Regions from separate parts of the Gossypium hirsutum genome. Here regions 2, 3 and 4 are each linked to region 1. A link is a contact called in public Hi-C data. All regions are on one chromosome and are shown on one strand. Each heading gives the region's core, a stretch centred on a gene start, on an enhancer-like site or on the middle of the called end of the contact. The rest is flanking DNA. Distances are from core to core; before and after follow the strand shown.

The links. Hi-C and Micro-C count contacts between places; a contact is called where the count stands out from the background.
Region 2: a contact with region 1 is called in a Hi-C map of leaf, with 5 times the contacts expected there. The contact joins the promoter of LOC107961776 here to the promoter of LOC107962278 in region 1. A contact is called at or near these places in 2 of 34 Hi-C or Micro-C datasets (both in leaf).
Region 3: a Hi-C map of leaf shows a contact between it and region 1, with 2.7 times the contacts expected there. The contact joins the promoter of LOC107961780 here to the promoter of LOC107962278 in region 1. A contact is called at or near these places in 6 of 34 Hi-C or Micro-C datasets (callus, hypocotyl and leaf).
Region 4: a contact with region 1 is called in a Hi-C map of leaf, with 2.6 times the contacts expected there. The contact joins the promoter of LOC107962968 here to the promoter of LOC107962278 in region 1. A contact is called at or near these places in 2 of 34 Hi-C or Micro-C datasets (both in leaf).

The regions. Positions count from the first base shown.
Region 1 is chrA06:60,428,042-60,432,712 of Gossypium_hirsutum_v2.1, reverse strand. It overlaps LOC107962278 (putative leucine-rich repeat receptor-like serine/threonine-protein kinase At2g24130), which reads left to right and starts at 2,665. Exons shown (of 2, transcript XM_016898593.2): 1 at 2,665-4,671. The coding sequence starts at 2,889. It overlaps LOC107962279 (a long non-coding RNA gene), which reads left to right. Exons shown (of 2, transcript XR_001701572.2): 1 at 1-666; 2 at 749-976.
Region 2 is chrA06:61,269,175-61,273,845 of Gossypium_hirsutum_v2.1, reverse strand. LOC107961776 (zinc finger BED domain-containing protein DAYSLEEPER) reads right to left here and starts at 2,622. Exons shown (of 2, transcript XM_016897904.2): 1 at 2,167-2,622; 2 at 1-629. The coding sequence starts at 615.
Region 3 is chrA06:61,022,434-61,027,104 of Gossypium_hirsutum_v2.1, reverse strand. LOC107961780 reads right to left here and starts at 2,481. Exons shown (of 2, transcript XM_016897910.2): 1 at 2,120-2,481; 2 at 193-596. The coding sequence starts at 2,276. The coding sequence ends at 517.
Region 4 is chrA06:60,967,025-60,971,695 of Gossypium_hirsutum_v2.1, reverse strand. LOC107962968 (pentatricopeptide repeat-containing protein At1g80880, mitochondrial) reads left to right here and starts at 1,931. Exons shown (of 2, transcript XM_016899554.2): 1 at 1,931-2,714; 2 at 4,133-4,671. The coding sequence starts at 2,110.

The DNA.
Region 1 (4,671 bases), core at 1,416-3,915:
TGTTTAATCTTGGGTACTTTCCAATTGTTTGACTTCTGATATGTATGCTTTGATGAATCCCACTACTTCCTGTGCCCACTCCCTTACTTCCTTGTGATAAAGCTTATTCCTATTATACCATATCGCTCAAAATGAATTAGCTAGATTTGTGCAATACTGTAAACTGTTATTTCCTAATTCTAGTAGTAACTATTGTTTCCAACTTTGATTCATGTTTGTGCTCGAGGGTGCCACTCCTACCTCCTGCAGAACTGGTTTTGTGAATGCGCAATCTCGACACAGATGGGCTACTGTCTCTTCCTCTTCTTTACAGATTGGGCAAAGTGCATCTTCCCTAAGCCTTCGAGACTTTAGGTTACCTAGAGAAGGCATACATATATTCATTAGTTATTTTTCCATAGATTTATTCGAATCTTGCTGGGAATTTTGAGGCTCCAACTTTTTGTAAAGTAGCTTGTATCTTCAGATTGGAATGTGTTGTTGTTTCCCAACAAATTTTGGTCCTCTGTAATGAGCCATTTGTACTTGCTCTTTGCTGTATAAACTCTAAAACTGTCACCTCTCAATATTATCTCATTTGTCTACATACTGCTCACCAGCGGGATGGATAATATTCTCTCAGCTTGCTCATCACTGAACAGCCTGTTGATGACCTTCTTTTACCAGGTAACCGACTCACTATCAATTAAATCTACAACAGTTAAGTATCTTAAATCAATATTTTGACTTTTTACTCTTCCATCACCAGGACTCGGCAACCACACATCATTCCATATGTTCATCGATTCACCATTCCCAATCTTCCACCTTGTGCCTTTCTCCAATAGATTACATGCACCCCAAATACTATGCTAGGTAAATGAAGGGTAAGACCTTAAACCTTTCTCCAATAGATTACATAGTATCCCAACTACATCAATGTATGCCTTTGTTAGATTATAAATTACGTCACCAAAATCTACACATCAAATTTTCTAAGTCTCGGCATAATGATACAGACAACATAAATTACTGTATTGCATAAACTGGAATGACTTATAAAACAATTTAATAAATATCTCATTTCCTCGTATCAACAAATTACGCACACTCTAAAATTAGTTTAATTTTAGAGGTAAAACATATATGAGGAAAAAAGGGAGATACAGCAGTTGGGAATGATGATTTTATAATGATGTGATTTAAAAAAATTTAAACTGTAAAATGAAAATATTAATACTAATATACATACAAATAAATGAAATTTTATATAAATATATGTGAAACAATTTGGTTGTGGGAACTATTACTTGAGTAGTATAAATAAATCCAACTAATAATGAGATCATGGATAACCCCAACGATTTATAATTAACTTTAGTTTGAATTTTTATTTTCCTCATGATTTTTGAAAAAAAAATTAATAATTTAAAATTTAAAATTCTTTTGCTCATTGAAATTTTTTAAAATTATTTGCTTTTTATTTTTAAAATTTAAAGAATGTTTTCTCATAATTTTTTTAAAATTTCTAAAATTTTGAATTTTTGTAAATTTAAATTGTTTTTTTACCTAACATGTAAGCTAAAATAGTGTGACGTAAGTAATGAAAAATTTGAAGCAAGGTCTAGAAGAATGAGAGAGGAATACAGAAAGCTTGAAGTGAGAGAAGGAATTGGAAGAAGAAGAAGACGCAACAGTGTTTGAAGGGATATCTTCTGCTTCAAACATCCCAATCTTTTAAATATTAACACTTCAATAAACTGTTTTATTTGGATGGTTAATGAGTTTGTAGAAAAATGTATTAAGCAACCATGCCAACGTTAAAAGTGATGTAGACTATTGGGACGTGGGAATCTTAGAAAAGGATTTAGCAAAGGACTTGAGATTCATGGCTCCCTTTCACGCTTCATTTACTCTTCTGACTCTTTAGCTTTATCTCATTGTTTGCGAAAAAAATGTTGGCAACCCAAAAACTCCATCTGCCTAACAAATTTCCCCTGTAAAGGACGAGGTTGGAATATCACAAATTCCCAACAAAATTATCACAACAATTTAATCATAGTTATATGCAGTTTCAGTCACCGATAGAAAACAAATGTCAACTCTTTTCCTCTCAATATAAATCTAAATTTATGTCCATCACTAAAATACCATCTAAATGAACACTAATTGTCAACTTGTGGACCCTCAAACAGAAAAGAAGAAGAAAGATGTTATCTCTCTCTCCCCGCGGATGCATATGGATCACTTGATTGAGTGCTTCTATGACAGGATGTTCCATTATCTTTTAATAAATTTGCACCATATCCTACTAAAATCATTCCCATTGTTGCAACCACTGGAATTTATATCCCATTCCGGTGTTGATCAATAAAGAATATAAATAATGATTGAAAACCAAACCCATAAAATTGTTATTATAGTTAAGGTTAATAAAACAATCCAAATATCAATGTATCTTACAGCATATTTTCTTTCAAAAATCGGATTATGAGATGGGATGGACATGGATTTTATTTAAAAATGTTAAATTTTTTAGTAGGGGTGGTTGCCTTTGTCCTTTCTTGAAATATTTGGCTCATATTTTAAAATATTAATTAACTATTTCATTGGTTGCAGTATATATAAAACTTCAACGGTATAGAGATGAAAAGAAAAAGCATGCTAGTCCCTCTACAAATCATTGTCACTATTGAAATATTTCCTCACCGGGAATCTAGTTCTACCTTTAAACAACTTTATAAAATGTCACTCTCAAATCCACTTCATTAGAAAAATCATAGTCTCTTTTTGTTTATCTCAATTCACAATTCCTCAACTTGTATTAAATTCTTGTTATAATGAAGGCTTGGAGATGAAACAAAGGTGACTCTCACAAAGCGAAAGTTTCTTATGCACTTGCAAAGGCAATGACAATGGCATTCATTAGACTGTTTTTCATTCTTCTATTTCTACTCCATTTTATTTTTGTCTCCAGCAATACGGGTTCACCTTATCCAAATCGTCGTCGTTATCCTTATCATGATTGTCTTCAGGGCCGATCTTTGGTTCAAGACAAGGCTGCACTTCTAGCATTCAAGAAGTCGGTATTAGTGGATCCAAAATCGACTCTTGCGAACTGGGAAGATGGTGTTCATGTTTGCAACTTCACTGGTGTCACATGTAACGAGCAACATCATCGTGTGACACAAATTGATCTCTCTAGCTCTGGACTTGTGGGGAAGATATCACCTTCCCTTTCAAACCTCACTGCTCTTCAACTCATAAACCTTTATGAAAACCACTTCTTCAGCAGCATTCCACCACAACTTTCCTCCCTCCCATGCCTCCAAACTCTTGTACTTAATCAAAATAACTTAAATGGTCCAGTGCCCGATAGTTTCGCCCTCCTCACCAGCCTCATCGTGTTTGCTGTTATGGAAAACAACTTGACAGGCCCCCTGCCTCCTTCCTTTTTCTCTAACTGTACTCAATTAAAAGTTATAGATTTGTCTTTCAACTACATCACAGGTCGAATTCCTATGGAAATTGGAAACTGTCCCGGTTTATGGACACTCAGTTTATACAACAATCAATTTGTTGGCCAGCTTCCTGCATCCTTAACCAATACTACACTATACAATCTAGATGTGGAGAACAATCATCTATCTGGTGAACTGCCTTCAGATTTAGTAAGCAAGCTTCCGAATCTTATGTTTCTTCATTTGTCATATAACAACATGAGAAGCCATGGAAATAACAGCGATCTTTATCCCTTCTTTGCTACATTAGGAAATTGTACTGGCTTGACGGAACTTGAAGTGGCTGGCATGGGACTTGGAGGAAAATTACCGAGCTCAATTGGTCACCCTAGTCTGAAGCGCCTCGAATTGCAGGAAAACCTCATAATCGGGTCGATTCCACCAGAAATTAGGAACCTCTCCAACATTACAATGTTGAACTTGACATCCAATTTTCTAAATGGAACAATCCCAGAAGAGTTGAGTTTATTGTTAATGTTGGAACGACTTCTTTTGTCCCACAACTTGTTCAACATCAGAATTCCTTTAGAATTAGCAAAATTGCCTCATCTCGGTCAGCTTGATCTCTCCAACAACAAATTCTATGGAGAAATCCCTGCCAGCTTTGGAGATTTACTTGCACTTCGATATTTGTTTCTCAATAACAATCTCCTTTCTGGGACAATACCGCCACAACTGTTCAAATGCTCCAATCTTTACATGCTTGATCTGTCTTACAACAAGCTAACAGGGAGGATCCCTCAAGAGATAATCGAAATACGTGAAATCAGAGGATTCATAAATTTGTCACACAATCTTTTTGAAGGGCTTTTACCAATTGAGCTCAGCAAGCTGGAAAATGTTGAAGAAATTGATCTCTCATCAAACAACCTTAATGGGAACATCTTCCCACAAATATCGAGCTGTATCGCAGTGAAAGCGATAAATTTCTCACATAATTCCCTCCAAGGCCAACTTCCGGAGTCTCTAGGTGATCTAAGGAACCTCGAATCATTCGACGTTTCGAGCAACAACATAGCTGGAAACATACCGATGAGTTTGAGCAAAATTAACCTCACATTTCTGAATCTTTCTTTTAACAACTTTGAAGGAATGGTTCCTACTAGTGGCATCTTCAATTCAGCCACATATATGTCCTTCTTAGGCAATCCGCGTCTATGTGGACTGGCGT
Region 2 (4,671 bases), core at 1,373-3,872, 840 kb before region 1:
TTGATTTGAAATACGTAAATCTAACGTAAGGCTTATCCTTCCTGGAATTTCATTGATAAAATTGAGAAGCCTTTGCTTCTCATTCAGGTACATGGCAACACAATCTCCTTGAATAGTATTGAAACTCACCATATTAAACTGAGGTTGAAGAGTCCGTGCAAAATCAATAAAGCCAGGGTGTTCCACAATGTGGAGGGGATACTCGTGCATTATAATCATCTTAGCGATCTCATGGTTGCAGCGTTCCTGGTTAAAAGGGATGTTAGCAAATCCAGGAGTTGCCCGTTGTCTTTTTCTTGGTTCGTATGTGGCATTAGCAGTTTTAGTGTCTGATGCCTGTTGATTCCTCTGACGGCTTACCGGGCAGATTCCTAAGGCAATGTGTCTCTTGAGGTGGCTAGTTCCAGCTAGCTTTGAACCAGTAATGTAAGCAAAAGATTTCTTGCATTGATTACAGCAGGCCCTGATACATCCATCTCCTACAGTCTCCACAGTGAAATGATCCCAGACAATAGACTTCTTCCTCCTGCGTTTATTGGACTGTACTTCGGAACTAACAAGGTCATTGTTGTCTGTAGGAGTAATAGGTGTAACCGGAATGATTGCAGTCTCCATCTCAATGTACCGTCCTGCAATGAAGATGAGACAGCAGATGATAAAGTTCTCAAAAGTCAATGAAAAAAACACAAGACAGACACCATGAAGACAGCATATTGTAGTAGAAGAGAATACTACTATTGATGATACCCAAAGGCAAGTTTAGATATTCACAGTAGATTCAAAACTCATAGAATAATGACAAGCTTCTTAGAATGTTTCCATTATCTACGAGACAATAGTTATTCAAATTTACAAAATAACAAACAAGAGCAGGAGTTAACTAATTTTTATGATCCTCAGATAGATATTAGTAACCAGACAAATTTGAAGAGATGGCTTAAAAGACTGAGCAATTGAATATTAAAAGGTATGCAGAGAAGCTGGCTTTACAGTGAACATTAAAACTACAACATTCAGGTTAAAAGACAAACTTGAAATGATTCTAAGCCAAGCCTAGAATTCAAAAAGCCTTCAAGAGTCTACGGTAAACAAAAGCAGATGCGTTTTAGCCAGAAAAATAACAGTTGGAACTTGATAAACACATTAACTAGACTTGGTAACTCAAAGCTGCAAAGTCTAAAGACCAATTTATTCCCACATCTGGACATGAAAGACAACTTAAATAAACCAAAAAATAAAAAACACTGCTCCCATATATCTTGCTAATTGGCAGGATCAAACCCAACTTTTATATACCTAAAAATGTGGGCATGCCCAGATTGATGAGCTAACCTTATCATTATGGACCAAAAAGCCCAGTGGATATGCATAAGCAACTTGACTAAAGTGCCTTCAGCTGAAGTGAAAATCCACAGGTCCCCAACCCAAAGACACAAAAACCAAATCTCTTATTTATCTATTTATTGCCTAAGACCCCCAGTATCAACCTCTTCCGGAGCACCTAAATGGGAGGAAAGTTTTGTTAGCACCTACTTTCTCCACACAAGATCGAAATTAAGGAACATTGAACTCCTTACCACTCAAGTCCAACAAAAACCAAATCACTACCTTCCACATGGACTTTGTGCTGGAAAAAACCGTCGTTTGACCATTTATAAATTGAGAAACGAGAACCCACGAAAACAGGTAACAGAAAACGACTGCTTCTCAGAGGATGTAATGAGGAAAATAAATCCTACCACACTCATCCTATGAGTTCTACCAAGAAAAAATTTTCAATGAAACCCCATTGCAACACAAAAAAGGAAATAACTATCAGTCTCACACACTAAGAAGCCCATAAGAAAAGCAATTACAGTGAAATAAATTATGTGGATAAAAAAAGGCGAAAAACTGATTAGAAGATGCACATGAAGCAAAACATAAGCCAAATATGAAAACAACCAAGAAACATAATTTTGATTAACGTAAGCCAATATAAAAACCACTAAGAAACATAATTTTGATTAACACCAAGAATAAAATTTAAAAAAAAAAGCCTCACAAAAAGAAATACTCAATAAATACCAGATCCAAAAAACTGAAAACAAACTCTAAAATTGCAAAATTAGACATAAATAAACAAAACCCAACATATAAATCGAGGATTAAAAAAATAGTTGATACCTCGTTGTATCACCAACAAAACCCTGAAAGCAGATCCAAAACAACAGTTTCACCGATTTAGAGGCTTGTTTTCACCCGGAAACCGAAGGAATTAAAAAAATAATATATTTGAATTTCCGGTAACAGAGGGAAGCGCAAAGGAGGAAGATGAAGGAGGAGAACAAAGTCGGTTAATTGGGCTGAAGCACCCAAAGGCAAAAAAAAAGGTTCAGAGCTTTGAAGTTTAAAGCTTTTGTTTGTTTGTTTGTTTGTTCGCTGTTCGAGCGAGGGAGAGAAAAACAAAACCCTAAATTGGAATTGGACCTGAGCTGGGGTAGCTAGGGCTAAAACTATATATAATCAAAAAGATCTCGAGTTTAGGCCTTTTGAATGAGAGTCAGGGGGGCGAAAGGGGCATTTATGAGAAAAGAAAAAGAGAAAAAATCGTAATTGGATATGGACTGACTGACTCTCTCAAGGTCCAAATTTAATTTTCCTTTTTTTATTCATTCTGTGAAGGCGGTTCCATAGTATTTTTCATCAGCCACCCACTTGGTTTAATCTTGACCGTTCCTTTTACCTATTCATCTCGGCTTACGGTTCTCATGACTCACGGGTAGGTTAAACAATTATATTTTAATTTTCTTAGAAAATTCAAAAATCAAAATTAGACCGAACCTTACTCTAATCATGATTCATCAATGCATTTTTATCTATCTATATACGGTTATAACACTCCCGACTGAACTTAATTAGGAAATGATAAAAAAATATATTTCTTACAATCACGTTTTCTAATTAAATTTTTAAAGTAAAGAATTCAACAACCGAATCCACCTCTAATTCATTCAATATCCATAAATTCTTATTTAAATATTATAGTGCTATTATAAATCAGTTAAATCTCATGCATCTTACTTATAATAAATTACACATTTAATCATTAAAACAATCAACAAATTTCAACTATAAAAAAATTAAATTAGAATATGATGATATATGTTTTCGATTTGTAATATTTTGGTTAATTGTTCATTAACAAGATGATGAAGTGGTACGTAAATTAATATTTTTAAAATTAAATTAATAGTCGAATTAATCAAATTATTAATTTTTAGTTTAATTGATTTATTGTTTAATAATATAAAATCATAATAATTAAAAAAATTAAAAAAAAACCTCAAATAAACTTTGGCCTATGCTTTTAAGTTTAATTTAAATTAGCCCACCGTCTTTTCAGTCATAGGACATAGCCAACATAAAGTAAGAAAACCAAAAAAATTATTATCGCTAACTCCTTTCAATTCTCACTTGTCCTTTACCACCAAACCAATCTTTCTGACTTCCTCATTTTTCAGCTGCGATGGTCGTCGAAGAAGCAGATGGCTAAAGGCAGCTGAACTGGAGGCTGAAAGCCGGAAGGTGGAGGGAGATTGGAGACTAAAGAGTGAAGAGAGGTTGAGAGAGTCAGAGAGGCCGGATGGACGAGTGACGAGAGTGGTGGTTGCCCGGGTGGGTGTGGGTCTCAGGTTGTTTGTTTTTATCGGCTTGCGCAGACGAAAGAACCGGTCGGACAGGATTTTTACCGATTTCTTAGTTCACGGTTCAAACGGTTTTTTCTAGTGATCGGACCATTCTCAAATCAACCGAGGGATCCAATTTGGTTTAAATATCATTGACATTAACCCAAGGTGAATAGCTAATTCTACCTCTAAGCTAGTCAATATCGAACCGGTAGATGCATCAGTTTTTTATTAGAATTTTATATGTGCAGGTATTATATCGTTTTGTATTTATCAAATTTTTAAAAATATTTAAAAATATAAAATTAAATAAATTTCAAATATAAAAATATTAATCAATTATATAAAATATCATTCAATAAATTAACAAATAAAATTTCATCCTTTAACAAATTAAAAAAAATAAAAAATCATAGCACACCTTTAAACAACAATATTCTCACAACTTAATTCAAAAAACAATTTAAAATAAGATTGTCTCATACAAAATATATAAAAGGCTTACTGGTGTAGTAAATTCTCAAATTTAAAAAAAAAAACTATTTAAGTCCTTTTTTCACTCAATTGAGCAATTAAATTTTCAAAATATGTCAAAAGATTTTTAAACTTTTTTTAAAAAAAAGCAATTAAGTTTCTGTTTTTTTCTCTCAATTTGAGTACTTGAACTTTCAAAATACTTCAAAAAGATCCTCAAAATTTTTCAAAATAGCAATTAAGCCCTTGCTCTTATAAAAAATTAAAAAAACTGTAAAAAATAAATTTTAGAAAAATTATTAAATTTTAATAAGAATATAAAAATTTTGAAATTTATTAAAAATTATAAAAAAATTTATAAAAATCGCAAAAAATTAAAAATTATAAAATTTTATAAAAATCATAAAAATTTATAAAATGCATCAAAAAGTCTCTTTATCAATTAACTTTAACTGTTGATCGTTAAAGTTAACAACCCCTAGTTTTTTTTAATTAAAGTTATCATGTGTCGCAACACAACGTGACATGT
Region 3 (4,671 bases), core at 1,232-3,731, 590 kb before region 1:
CGAACTGTCTGGTACATACTGTACTTTTCACCTTCTTCCCTTCATTAACTTGAATCTATATATGGACGACTCTACAGGACCTGGTATATAACAACATCCCCGATGTGAACTCAGATACCTCAATCACGTTGCATGTTAACACGCACAATTATCGTGAATTATACAATACCCGATATGTACCAAAGTTAAAAGTTAAAAAATAAGAATAGCACTTGATGATATAAAGCTAAATCAATCTCGAGTTTGACAGATAATACTTATTCCTGGAAAAGAGAATTCGGTCAAACCAACCACCTAGAGGGAAATACTTTCGATATAGATCAAAATTATAACAAATGTTGATCTTGAAAGTGATCAGATCGTTCTATTAATTAAAGGTGGAACCTCTAACAAATTCCTTTTCCAGCATTCCAGGTTTTCAACTGCATCTAGGACTACCGAGAAGTAGTAGCTTCCATCTGACAATCAAAAAGCTGCTGAAGGAAACAATCTGATTTGATCGAACAACTTAAACTATTATTTTGAAGAAGAAAGTCGTTGACTCCGTGCCTTGTCAGCTTTCTCCATGTAATCTTGGTGTGACTGATGCTTTGTTCCTACAAGGAAAATCAGGCCTTTGTTCAATTAGTTTTTAAGTGATCAACGTACCCAACAAACAGCATCCAATAATGAAATGAAACAACCACTCTTAAAACATTCAACTTCCTCAAGTATGCAACACAACATCCTGAGAGTTGGGTTAATTTGTCATCCTCGAATAACTTTCCTACAGTATTTTCACAGCAAAAGCACTACCAAACCTTTTTAACTTCGGTTGTTCAAATCATGGCAAACAAAAAGGGTAAGAAAAATGAACGAACCTATGTCAAGACAAGACCTGTATCCTATGCTTACACCCAAACCCAAGTAAGATAGCATTTAACCGCATCATTCTCACAGTACTCAACACAAAAGTTCTTGGGACTGAACACGAATTGACAAAGAGGAATAGCCTAGGACCTAGCCAATGCCAGCTCACAAAAGCATTTTTAAAGTCTGTCAAGATGTGATAGAGAAATACATATGCCAAATTCTGTCCGTAAACTTTGCCTTGACAGCCTGCTAAATCGCTCAACTTGCTTATGATGTCAACTTTCTAGGAAAGAACTATATATAAACCAGCAGCCATTGCTGTCAAGACAAGCGTATTGCTATTTTTAAATGAGTCTCTTGATCCATGTCGACAAAAACAAACACATTCTTTATATATTTAGATTAAAGAAAACGACTTTTGAAATCTGTAAAAGAACCATCAGAATCAGAAAAATTTGACTCAGAACCTGCTGCTAACAAAACTAGAAAAAAAGAGAAGTCAGAATTCAGCTTCAATATAGTTCCTCGACAACCTCAAGTTCCATTGACTTCAATCTCTTGTTTCATTCTTCTAAACACCAATTTTGGATAAATATAAACTCCAATGAGCAACTTCAAAAAAATGCGCACCAATTTGACAGATTCGTTAATGCTATGCTCAGGAATATAAAGATTCGGATTTCATTTACTGCATAAGTGAGAATGAAATGCATACATTCTACATGAACTAACTGAGATTCAATCTATTTATACATTTCAAGCTATAAAAACATGGTTTTCAAAAATCACAAATATCTATAGGACTTCCAAATTTATTACTAAGTAGACCCTTAACAAATCTATGGATTTTAAAAATAATAACGAAAGCTGCATTTCGCATAATCTACACTGTTTTATACATCCACTATTTTATATATCCGAAGCCATCAGATGGAATTCAAGTTCCAAAAGCTACCTAAAAGATCCTTCAGAATCACTGAATTTTGCGGACCATTTCCAAAAAAAAATGCAAATTCATTTACCCAAATCATGAAGGAAAATTTGTCCTCAAATTCACTTACTCCAAAACTAAAGTCAGTGATGCTATATATCTATCTTTGCTTTTGTTCATTACATTGAGATAAATCATACAAATTCCTCAAATTTGCAATATATTTAGAGTGAGAAACCCAAAGATACATCTAAAACCCTACCCCAACCCCCCCCCCCAAACCGAAAAGTAAATGCAAAGCTGAAAAAGAAAAATGAAGGAAAGAGAGAAAGGCACCTCGGTTCATGAGAAACCAAGGGGCACCAAAAACGAGGGCGACGATGGCGATGCCAGCCATTACATGCTTCTTTTCACCGCTATATATGTAGTGTTCCATTCTCGCCCTGAATCCTCCTCCTCCCACGTTGGCGGTGTTTTTTGCTTCGTTCCCCATTTCGCCCCTAAATCAACCAATTAATTACTTAAGATTACCCTCAAAATCTCCTTTCTGCAGCTTTCTCCGCTGCGGTGCTGTTTGTAGATTTTAAGGCTTCACCGCCTCTAGGACTGGAGGAGTGTTTGGTAGTTGGGTTAGGATACCTCCGCAGTGTCAACTTATATAACTTCACTTTTTCTTTTTTATAATAATTTATTTTTGCCTCCAACTTTATAAAAAAAAATTATTTTATCCTTTTATTTAATTTTTTAATTTTTTTAATTTATATTATTTATCAAATCAATTCAAAATAGAAGAAAAAGCTAACATCAATTAATTTTATTGAACACATCCACGTAACAATTAATAAAAGTTTTAAATATTAAAAATTTCAAAAGATATATAATTATTAAAATTAAAATATATTAAATTTATTTAAAAATAATAAAAAATATATTTTTTAACATTTTTAATTTTTAAAAAATTAATTAATTACCAACATAGACAGCCATACCAATAAAATTAACAAACATTATAATTTTTATCCATTTTAAGATAATTAGTCAAATAATACAAGCTCAAAGCCGAAAAATTAAATTAAAGATGAAAGACCAAATAAATCATTATATCTATTTTATTTATTATTTAAATTCTAATCATGAATTCAAATCTCCTTCAATATCAATAATCTAAACAACTTATCTGCTATATAATTCAACATATGAAAAACATGAATTACAATAAGCATCCAAAAATTTAAGTTTTGAAAATAATGTTTACTTATATTTTATTAGAAAATATATTATTTTTCAAAAACCAATTAATACTTATGGGTTAAATTTACATGTAAGTGTATCAATTAAGCTTTGAGGGATGTGACAGTTTCTTTTTTTTTTCATTGGCATGTAATAAAAAACTAATTTGTTGTCTCTCTAAAAGGAGAATAATTTTTTTTTAATAATTCATCAAAGTTTTGCAATAAGGCAATTCATGAAAATTCAAATTAGCACAAAAATTGATTGCGTTTTAAAATTTGATATTAGGTGCCAACAAAACAACATTTTGGACTTATATTTTATTTCGTATTTAGAATATGCAGTATCATTTTATTCTATTATAGCAAAAGTTTTCTCCATATAAAAGGTTTTACGGAAAATATTTTCTGCATTTTCCTGTGTTTGTTTTACAGAAAATAATTTAGTCAACGGAAAATAAATTACAGGTCAAGATAAAATAAGTCATTTTTTTCTGTAAAATGATTTACCCTTTTAAAAAGCATAAATCATTTTTCAGAAAAGAGCTCGTCTATATATAATTTTATTTTTATACAAAAATTAACTTAAATCAAGCTTAATATTATTATATTGATAATAAATTTTATTTTTATTTTTAAAAATATTTAAAATATTATATTTTTAAATATTATTAAACATACATATTTAATTATTTATATTTAGTCATATAATAAATTATTAATATAATAAGTATAACTTATTATTTTAATAAATTGTTTAATATTTTACTTTTATTTTAATAATAAATTTTAAAATTAGTAATTTTAAATAATATTATTCACATATTATTGAAAATATTCAATATTAATATTTTAATAATAAATATTTATTACAATTATAAATATATTAATAATAAATATTTTGTAGTACAAAGGTTAAAATATGTTATACATCTATATACACTTCACAGATTTGTAATTTAGTCCATTTACTTTTCAAATTTGAAAATCAAGTCCAATTGTTGACGTCTTTAATTTTTTTTGTCAATTTTGTTGATATCACATTTTTAAATAAAAAATACTCACTTAATAGTCATGTAATTAAAAAATGACGTTGCAATGAACCTAAATTTAACATAATATTTTTAATATATGCAAAAATAATGTAAAATATACAATTATAGATAAAAATAAATTCAATTAAACAATAAAAAATAAAAAAATCACGCATGTATGTTTGTTTAATTGAAAACAATTTTTATAAAATATTTTAAAAAAATTTACCAAACAATAGAAAATAATTTACACAGATTCATCTAAATAATAAAAAATATTAACTTTTCTAAAAAAGTAAATTATTTTCTAAAAAGCATTTCTGGAATAAGACAGAACATTGATGCAAACATTGCAGTGTTTCAAGGTTAGTGAGTAAAACCAAATATGGAACCAAAACCAAGTTTATTTCATAATAAATTAGATAGTAGTTATTTCTTTCTATGCATTTTAGGTCTTTTTTTTCTTCATTTATTTACAAGTTTTCCCTCTTTCAAAAATAATATCAATTTTTAGTACTTTTCATTGTATCAATCAAGTTTTTGCAACACTTTTTTATCAGGCAAATGGTAATATAATGAGATATGCCTACATTATATGGTAACAAATCAAGTCCTTAAAAACATG
Region 4 (4,671 bases), core at 682-3,181, 540 kb before region 1:
TGAAGAATAGGTGAAAGCCATTCGAGAGTGGCCCACACCTAAGTCAATTACAAAAGTGTAATCTTTCCATGGATAAAGCTTTTATAGATGATTCGTGAAGTCCACCTTAGCAGCCCCTTTAACCGAAGTCATTAAGAACTCCTTTGGGTTTAAATGGGGAAAAGCCTAAGAAAAGGCATTTCAAGCATTGAAAGATAAGTTATGTTCTCCTCCTATTTTAAAACTATTTGATTTTTCTAACACATTTGAAATAGAATGTGATGCTTTTGGTGTTGGGATTTGTTGTAGTATTGAGGCAAGATAAGAGACCTTTAGCATATTTTAGTGAGAAACTTCATGGGGCCTAACTCAACTATTCAACTTATGATAAGGAATTTTGGTTCGAGCTCTCAAGGTATGGCTGCTGGAAAAAATCTTATGTAAAAAATGATTTTCTTACACAGTAGAAAATAAAAAATTTAAAAACCAGATCAATTTGTGATCTTTATAGCAATAGACTCTAGACCGAAACAATTGCTCAACCAATAAAAAGAAACAAGAAACTGAAAAAGTGATTTGAATATATCACTTTTTGAGCATTGGAAATGGCATAATATAAGGTCTGGTTAAGCTCCTCTTTTACTATTCCTCACTTTCACAGTCTCAAATGCAAACACATATACACATGATCTGTAAGCAAGAAGTGAACTCTAGTTTTGTGTCTTAATCTAAATGGTACATATCAAGGAAGTCGAAGTTTGGGTTTTAGAATCTAGATGACTGCAAAGTCTACTTCTCTTCACCTAAATTCAAAACCCTAAAATTCACCCATTAGCTTCCATTATAGAGAAAATCCTAATCTTTATCTCCCATTTCTCTCCCTATTAAATATTCAAACCCTAACACCAAAACCCCCCAAATTTACCCCCTTAACTTTCATTACATCACCTTGTAACAATACCCATGCCCAAACTTAGTCCCCACTTAACGATTCAATTCAAACCTTCAAAACCTTTTTTTGAAACAAATTAACCCTTTTTGAAACAAATTTCATGTTTACTTGAAACGAAATCTATCCTCATCCTCTATAAAGCCAAAATGACCCCTTTTTCAAAATTATATTGAAAAGGGTTTTAATTAAATAGAAAAAGAAACATAGAAGAAACAAAATTTGGGGTTGAAGGAAGAAGAAGAAGAAGAATAAAAAAAAGGAACAACATTAATTGTGGAAAAAGTCAAAAAAAGAAAAAGATTTTTTTTAAAATATATATTATGACATCACTATGACGTCATCTATACCATGTGTCACAATTATATTCTAGCACTTGTCCTAAACTTAACTACGCTAGGCTCAAGTAACGCTTTAAATGATAAGAAAAAAGTTCGAGTACCAATCTAAGATAAAAAAGACTATAAGTATCAATTTTAGAGAAGTGGATAAATTTTGATACTGATTTTATATTGAACCCATTTTTTAACAAATGACCATTTTTCTCTTTAATCTAATGAATAGGGATTAATTTACCTATTTTTGAGTAGAATAGACAAAATTTAATCCTACTCATTCTTTAATTTCATGTCACTTACATAAAAAAAAGTTTAAAAATAAGTCAAATCATCCCTTAGCAACAACTATGGATAAAATTTTTATTGAAATGACTAATTTACATGTTTTTTTAACATATAAGGACTAATTTATCAATTTTTTAATATAAGGGGGCAAAATGCAATCTACCTTTCAATATAAAGGGTTGATAGTACTTTTACATGTAGATATCTAAAATTGTTTCTATGACACTTTAAATTCAAAAGGCTATAACAAATAATATCTTATGTTTATGAATAGCCTATTATGTTGACGTAAAGACTTCTCTTTAAAAAAATAATAATATTTGTACAAAAAAATATTGAACCAATAAGAGATTAATTTTTTAAAATAAAATCTTGATTTAAGCAGAGAAAATGTTGCAATTGTACCTCTTAAATACGATTGTTATGTTAAGTCTTTTATGAATGGTCATTTAAATAATCATAGCTACAGTCGAACAAAAATAATAATAACAATCATAGCTACAAATTTTCAAAACCGAAAAGGTACTCGCTTTGCTAGTTGCTTCACTCGGTATATAGATGATGGCCCTCTTTTCTCTAGCAAGAAGGCTCCAAAGAATTCACTCTCAGATCCTATCCCCATTTTTCCTTCAGTATCCTGCCACTGTTCCCTCACCTTTTCCTTCTCCCTTAGTTCAACAACTTTATTTGTTCTCTTTGGCATTTCATCAAACATTCTTCATATCCTCTCAAACCCCAGTAGTGACCTCTAATTTCTCAACGCTCCAATCCCTTTCAAGCCAGACTCTAAACTACCCATTCGAGACCACTCCACAACCAAACCATGATCCTGGTCCGCAGGAACCAGCTCTTCTTCATTTGCTCAAACGGGTTGCCCATTTGAGCTCTGAAACTGAGGCCATGGCTTCCCTTGACGAGTCTGGGATCAAGGCAACTCTAGGCTTGGTGTGTTCAGTGATTTGGACATTGAGAGAAGAGTGGAGACTGGCGTTTTTGGCTTTTAAGTGGGGTGAAAAATGGGGAAGTAGCGGTGAAAAAACATATGAGTTGATGATATGGGTGTTGGGAAATCATAGGAAGTTTAACACGGCCTGGTGTTTGATTCGCGACTTATATCGTTCTTCTATGGATACAAGACGGGCAATGTTTATTATGATTGATAGGTGAGCCTCAGCTTGCTTTTCCTTTCATTGACTAGACTTAGTTTTGTGGCTATGTTTGTTTAGCATGCAAGTGGTTGTAAATATTCCTCTGTTCTTTGGATACACAAGATTTTTCTTTACAATATTACATGTATGACACAAATACTACATCAAGGTGAAAGAGCAAAACTATGACAAAGCCCTGTATTAAGTCAAGAATAACCATCTAAAGTTGAACTTACTTGAGACTGAAAGGTCCCAAGCCTCCATCTTACTGCTTAAGGCCTCATTCACACATTTAGGATCTTCATCAATGTGAATTAAGTTGCGAACTTAGTTATAACGTTGCTAATAAGCATAGTGATTGTACTTGTGTATTTTAAATATCTCGGTAACTCTATGTTGCAACGCTTTCTAAAAATGTGCGCTTTTCAGGTCAATAAATCTATAATTATAAGCTTGTTGTTGGTACTAAATTCCTTGTGATCTATCCAGAGTCATTAAGGGCGCAAGGTGCACTCAAGGCACTAGAAACCTTATGTTTCTTCCGAGACAGAAGGCACAGCAAAAAAACTCTCGTTTGAGTGAATACTATGCATATTTATATTTAAAATTCCTTTTTCCTTTATTTTAGCCAGTGTGCACCTTACCACATAGTCTTAAAGTTATTGTTGAAATCACTAGAGAACTAGAGAATTTAATATTGTCCAGTTTTTACTATTAGACCTAAGAGTTTTAAGGGTCAAAGATGAAAATAAAAGAAATGCAAGTGAAATTCCATCAGACCAGCTTCTTCTTCATTTTTTTTTTGCCTATTGCCTTAAAGAAATGCACACCTAGGTGCACCAGACATACATATGATCAAATGTGCCTTGCCTGAAAATGACAGGCACTTTTGTTGTGTAGCTATGGAACAGCGCTGTGACTAACACATGCCTTAACAACACTGGATCTATTTTGTTGCATTCATTCCCTCCTTCCACCCCCGTTTCTTCGCTTTTTGGTCATGTTCCCCTTTGTATTCATTTCAGTTAATTTAGTAATAGGTTGCATTGATAACAGTGTTCCAATTGATTGTTTCTGTTATAGTTTCTAAACTTCATAATTTGTTTATTTTTCTCCTTTTAAGTTCTGATTTTTAACCACTTGAGTCCTCTGCAGTTTGTCTAGTGAATTCTCCTGTATTGATGTCCTATCTTGGTGGACTGAGATCCTTGCTTCTTTTTTCTCCCACACTTTTCAGTGTGCATTTGCAATATTTTAAAACTGTTGTAAGTTAGATATCCAAAGGAATCAAGGCTTCCTAGGGTTTCCACAGGACTTAACATTTTACTCTCCATGATATCATTTCACAAACATTCATGCAAGGCATATAATTTGTTAACATTTTGTTCTTATATACTGTTTGTTCCTTTTTCATTTCATTTGGCGTCAATTAGATATGCAGCTGCAAGTGATCCATGCATAGCTATTCAAACTTTTCATACTATGGAGAAGTTCAGAATGAGTCCGGACGAAGAAGCGTTCAGTACCCTCCTAAAGGCTCTATGTAGATATGGCAACATTGAAGAGGCTGAAGAGATAATGCTTGTAAATAAGAAGCTCTTCCCACTGGATGCTGATGGCTTCAACATTATTCTCAATGGTTGGTGTAATGTTTTGGTTGATGTAGTTGAAGCAAAGAGAGTTTGGAGAGAAATGTCAGAATACTGCATTATACCAAATGCTACCTCTTATACTTACATGATTTCTTGTTTCTCAAAAGTTGGAGATCTATTTAACTCACTGCGGCTCTATGATGAAATGAAGAAAAGAGGCTGGGATCCAGGCATTGAGGTGTACAATTCACTGGTGTATGTCCTGGCTCGCGAAAATTGCTTAAATGAAGCTTATAACATCCTCAAGAAAATGAAAAAATCTGGGTTGCCGCCAGATTCTGCCACTTACAATGCAATGATACGTCCTCTTTGTGAACCAG